Regions from separate parts of the Oryctolagus cuniculus genome. Here region 2 is linked to region 1. The links are chromatin contacts, called in public Micro-C maps. All regions are on one chromosome and are shown on one strand. Each heading gives the region's core, a stretch centred on a gene start, on an enhancer-like site or on the middle of the called end of the contact. The rest is flanking DNA. Distances are from core to core; before and after follow the strand shown.

Region 1 (3,082 bases), core at 258-2,757:
TCTCGTCCTTGATGTCACGGTGCAGCACCCCGCAGCTGTGGCAGTGCCGCACGGCCTCCAGCACCTGCCGGAAGAAGCTGCGCGCCAGCTCCTCCTGCAGGGCCCCCCGCTCCGTGATGAAGTCGAAGAGGTCCTGCACCGGCTCGGGCCGCTCCAGGATCAACACGAAGCTGTCGGGCCTCTCGAACCAGTCCAGCAGCCGGATCACGCCCCGGAAGCCCGAGCTCACCTTCTTCAGCAAGACCACCTCCATGGGCACGCGGGTGCCGTTGGGCTGCAGGGGGAGGGGGCGGCGAGGCGGCGGCGTGAGGGCGGGCGGCGCGCCCACCCCCTCCCCAGCCCCCCGGAACCCACCCACCCAGCCAGCCAGCCAGCCAGCCAGCCCGCCCGCCCGCCCGCCGGGGCGCGCCCCTCGGGGCACTCACCAGCTCGCCCCAGTCGGAAATCCGGTCCTTCTCCACGTGTTTGATGGCTACCTGGAAGCCCCCGCCAAGAGGGTCTCTGTTAGCTCCGCCGGGGCCTCGGCACCCGCCCGCCCCCCACTCCCCGCCGCCGCCGCGGGGCGCCCACACTCACCGGCAAGTTGTCGGCGACGCGGATGCCCGAGTACACCGAGCCGAAGCCGCCGCTGCCCAGCAGCGGGCCCACCTGGTACTGCGACTCCAGGGGCTCCTTCTCTTTGCCTAGGGAGAGCAGCGGGCACCGGCGGCTCAGTGCCGGCCCGCGAGCCCCCCGCTGGCCCGGCCCCCCGGCCCGGGGCTCCCGCCCGCCGCCGCCGCCGCCCCGCGGGGGTCGCTCACCGGGCGCCAGCTTGGTGGCGTGCAGGTCGCTGCAGGGCGCGGCGCGCAGGTGGGCCAGCGAGTTGATTTTGGACAAGAGCATCCCCACCTCCAGGGTGTCGGCGCGGGGACCGTGCCTGGAGGCGCCGCCGCAGGAGCTGGCGCTGGGGCTGCGGGTGGCGTTGCGGCTGCCGCTGCGGCTGGCGCGGAAGGCCGAGGGCGAGTCCGAGGACAACTGGGGGCGCTGCCGGGACTGGCGGCGGGAGGGCGCGCCGGTGGGGTCAGGCGGCGTGGAGGGCGGCTCGTGGGGCTCGGGCGGCGGCGGGGCCGCGGGGCCGGGGGCTGCTGGCGGCCGCTGCTGCTGCTGCCGCTGCCGCTGTCGCCGCCGCTGCTGCTGCTGCTGCTGTTGCTGCTGGTGCCTCTGCTGCCGGTCCCGCCGCCGCTGCCGCCGACTCCTCTCAGGCCTCCGCCACCGCGGCCGCTGCAGCAGACGCCCGGCTCGCCCCGCCGCCAGGAGTAAAGGGGCGGAGCGCGCCGGCGGGGAGGGCGCGCGGGCGGGCGGGGACGGGGCGGGGCCTCTCCGGGAGGCCGAGGCGGGGAGCTGGGCTGCCCGGCCGGTGGAGAGAGGAGAGGGGGTGGGGAGGCGGCGGGACGGGGCGACTCCCCTCGGCCCCCGCCCCGCGCGCTGGGTCGCCGCGCCCCGGCCCCGCCCTCGCCGGCGCGCCTCCAGCCAACCAGAGGCCGACTGATCTGCATAGCGCGGCGCGCCCCGCCCCCGCCCCGCCCCACTCTCGCGGTCAGAATGGTCTCTACGCCGCCACGACGTGGCGGGAAGGAAAAGGCGCCAAAATGGAGGGGGAGGGGCGCGGGGCGTGCGGGGAGGCGGGCGCTGGGTGTCGGGCCGCGAGGGAGGAAGGATGGGGAGGGGCGTATCGATTCAAACCCAAACAATAACAAAGCCATCAAAGGCCGCCCGAGGCCGGCTCTGCGGCGCTCGGTGTCTCGGAGGTTTTTGGGTCAAGGGCTCCAGAGCCGCGCAGCCTCACGAGTGGCGCGGAGACGACGGGCGTTGGTGTGTGAGGCGCGGAGGCCGGCGCGGAGGGACTGTGTGTGTGTGGGGGGGGATGCCGACGAGGGTGGTCTTTTCTGTGTGACTCAGACCCGAGACCTCCACGCCTGCCTGGGCGGGATGACGCCGCGCGCCGTGGGCTGGGGGTGCGTGGCGGGGGAGGGCGAAGATCTGCAAGGCGTGAGTCACGGCGGGAGCGGGGGAGCCCCGGGCCCGGAACAACACGGGGGCTCTGGGTTCCCCGCGCCAGAGGGTGCAGACCTCGGCCGTTCCCGCCCGTTTCCAGGGTCGACCCCCGGGGGTTCCCGTTTTAAAAAGAAAGGTGGCAGCGGCCGTGCGTCCTTGAGAAGCGGGGTGTGTGTGTGTGTGTGTGTGTGTCAAAGTGCTGGGGAAGGGGGAATCACGAAACAAATGTCAGCATTGTGATGCCAGCTGCTGCCTCAGCCCGCTTGTGCGGGCGGGAGAGGGAGGAAAATTCCTCATTTACAACGCGGGTGGGAGGGTGCGCTCGATTTAATCCGCGTTTTCACGTCGTCGTCACCTTCTCATGGGCGGGTTGCCATCAGCCCGGCAGTGCCAGCAATCACCGGGCGACCCCGCGTGCTCGCCAAGAAAAGCCCCCCACCATGGAAGTCACGCGGAAGACAGGACCAGTCCCACTTTCATCCTTTGTCCTTTTAAACTTCTCCAGGAGTTGATAACGACGTGTGAAATGAGTAAATTAAAATTCTATGGAACCCATAAATTGAATTGTCAGTGGCCAACTATATCCCGTTTCAGTTTTTTTTTTTTTTTTTCAAGTTCCTGCCATTTAAAGGGAAAATGAGGATCTAACTGTATGGCAATAGTCATTACTGGATTTAAAAGGTTTCTTTTAAAAGTTTTCTTCAGTGCTTATTCTATGAAGATGCCCGGATATGCCACACTTTTATGAATTTGTCTCATAAAACATTACACGTTTCCCTTTTGTTTGTGTACTGTGGCCTAACTCATTCATTTTTGATGATTGGGAGAAAACACAGGGGAACCAGAATTATTCCCCTTTTGCTGATAGGAAAATGAAACCTAAGCAGGAACACAGGGTCATACAATACTAGCTCAGGGAGGAGGTGAAAGGACTCAGCCCCGCGGGGTCAGAGCTCTCTGCTTCCTGGAGGCTCAGACTCCTTAGCACTGAGTAGAAACAACAGCAAATGTGCAAAGAATCTTCAAAAAACTCATGGAAAAAATGTGT
Region 2 (2,805 bases), core at 131-2,630, 250 kb after region 1:
TTGAACCTTATACAACTCTACCCCTTTGTAGTACATGTCTGTCCCTACCTTCCACACTAAATTGTGGGTTTCTTTAAAGCAGAGATAAAGGGAGAAAATAACAAAACAAAAAGCTAGCAGACAGGTAAATTCATCTGATATTAAATTGGATTAAGGTTGGACAAATTTATGGAATGGATCTAAAGTGCTCTCACTGACTGTAACATAGGCTTTAGTCACTTTACTTCAAGGCTTTTTAACGCCATCAGCCTGATGAGAGTTTAGGTGAGCAGGAATCAGTACTCGGATCTTCTTCTTGGTGTCACAGAACTCCTGTGGGGGGACAGGGACTCAAGGCCGGCCTTAAGCCCTGACAGGACTAACTGGGCCTCTTTCTGGCACACACTGGGCCACACGAATCTCCATGCAAAACTTCATTATAGCAAAGTCGAATTTAGCTACTTTAAGAGCCATATTATTCCTTCACTGGGAGACTGTGAGAACTCCAATGGAAATTAACGAATTTATTAAGGGAGAGCCCTCTGCAGAAAATTCGATGAGAACCACCGAACGAGCAATCAGAGAAGTCAGAATATTACGCATCCGGGAGCAGTATCTATTACAAGGTGACTGATGACCTAACGCTTTTTTAAAGACATATTCTCGAATACCAGGGCTATGCGGACTCTCAGAAAATGCACGACCTTCAGGGTTAATAATCTCGCAAGACCACAGCACACGGGACAGGGGAATTTTCTTGTACAAACGCCTCATCTACTCCTGTCAAGACACCACAAGTCATGTTCCTTTCTGAGATCCGAGGTGTCGGCTTTATCACAGAACAGAACCATGATAAAAGAAAAGAAAGGACTTCCCCCTTGACAATGACTACGAAAAGAGGTTTCAGAGGGCCGGAGAATCTACTTTCGACGTATGTGTACACAAACACACACACACACACACAGAGGAAGCCATCCAAAGGACAGTGCAAGCTGGACTTCACCAACACGGCTCGTGCTGGGCCCTGCTGTGGCCGCGTTCGGCCGTCCCCGGCGGAGCCAAGCAAAGACAGAGAGGTCTGGGGGAGCCGACCCCGAGGGCGCCGCCTGGGGATGCTGTCAGTCCACAAACCCCCAGAGGCTCCGACAAGCCACCAGCTCTGGAGTCCAGGGTGAGAGGAGGGGCGGCGCGAGGATGGATGTCACAGACGGGCACAGCAGCGAGGCTGTCACCGGCCGGCCTCCCCCCTCCCGGTCTCGGGCCCCACTCACTCACATGCGGGCCCGCGCCCCCTCGGGCTCCTCCCGCCTCGGGGACAGCAGCCGCCGGGCGAGGAGGATGGGCCGACCACTTCCTGCTTCCGGGACCGCAACCCGGAAGCAACTCCCACCGCAAGGGCGAGGCCGCGCGCCCCAGGGTAGCTCCGCCCCCCCAGCCCCGCGCTTCCGCCGAAAACGGCGGCGCGACGCGCGCGGGAACGCGGGTTCTGGCTCCCCCTGGCGTCCCTCTGGGGCGTGGCTCTTCTTCCTCCGTCGTGTTAGGCCTTGCTGGCGTCTGCTCCACACAAGCATTTACCGAGCCCCCTGCTACGTGCCAGAGTGTGTTAGGCATGAAGGGGTGAGAATGGGGGGGATACATACATGTGCAGCCGCCTCGCCCCTCTGGGCGCCCCTAGTCTGAGAGAACGGCCTGCAAACAAATCACTCAACTTGAGACTTGACCGCTAATTATGGAGGACTTACTCTGTGCCGGACGTTACTGTGTGCTTGGCATTTGTGAAACCGCTTCAACAACCCTGCGACATAAATAGTCCTCATACACACTAGGCGGGTCAAAGATGAGGAGCGGTGGGGTCAGAACATGAACCCAGACTCTTAAAATATATGAAAGGCAGAGTGAGAGAGAAAACGATCGAAAGTCTGGTTCACTGCCCAAATGGCCTCGCAGCCAGGAGCCTGGAGCTCCAACAGGGCCTCCCACGTGGGTGCAGGGCCCCAAGGACTTGGGCCATCTTCCCACTACTTTCCCAGGTGCGTTAGCAGGGAGCTGGATCAGAAGTGGAGCACCTGGGACTCGAATGGGATGCTGGTGTCACAGGCTGTGGCTTTACCCAAACCCTGCCATTCTCCTTATCCTGCTATGTCAGTAGTGCCAAAGCTTTTAACTGCTGTTTACAAGAAATTGCAAACAAAATACAAACGCGTTCAGAGTAATAATTCCACAGCTACAAAGGCAGTTTGATAATGATGCAGGGGTGTTTGCATCAATAAAATGGTATAAATAGACCAAAAACAGAGCCAAACATATGTGGACACTTGATCTATGACAGAGATTCGAAGGAAGGGTAATGCTTTCAACAAATGGTGCTGGGTCAACTGGATATCCATATACAGAAAAAATGAAATCTGCTTCCTACTTACGCAATACTCCAAAATAAATTCTAGGTGCATTATAAACCTTTTTTAAAAAGATTTATTTTAGTTATTTGAAAGGCAGAGTTACAGAGAGAGAGAGAGAATCTTCCATCCGCTGGTTCACTCCCCAAATGGCCACAACAGCCAGGGCCGGGCCAGGTCAAAGCCAGGAATCAGGAGCTTCATCTGGGTCTCCCATGTGGGTGCGGGGGCCCAAGCACTTAGGCTGTCTTCTGCTGTTTTCCCAGGCACATTAGCTTGGAGCTGGATTGGAAGTAGAGCAACCGGGACTTGAACCAGCACTCATTTGGAATGCCCATGCTTCAGGCAGCGGCTTAGCCCACTACACCACTGCATTGGCCCCATTGTAAACCTTAATGAGAAAAAATTTCAAAGCTGCTTTGTCCAGTAC

What was found. A called contact is a pair of places that touch in the nucleus more often than the background predicts.
Region 2: a contact with region 1 is called in a Micro-C map of ear pinna, with 4 times the contacts expected there. The contact joins the promoter of C5H6orf89 here to the promoter of PIM1 in region 1. A contact is called at or near these places in 2 of 6 Hi-C or Micro-C datasets (ear pinna and an unstated tissue).

The regions. Positions count from the first base shown.
Region 1 is chr5:132,478,854-132,481,935 of mOryCun1.1, forward strand. It overlaps PIM1 (Pim-1 proto-oncogene, serine/threonine kinase), which reads right to left and starts at 1,508. Exons shown (of 6, transcript XM_017345082.3): 1 at 801-1,508; 2 at 577-683; 3 at 426-476; 4 at 1-274. The coding sequence starts at 882.
Region 2 is chr5:132,730,305-132,733,109 of mOryCun1.1, forward strand. C5H6orf89 (chromosome 5 C6orf89 homolog) reads right to left here and starts at 1,381. Exons shown (of 8, transcript XM_070074136.1): 1 at 1,255-1,381. The coding sequence starts at 1,256.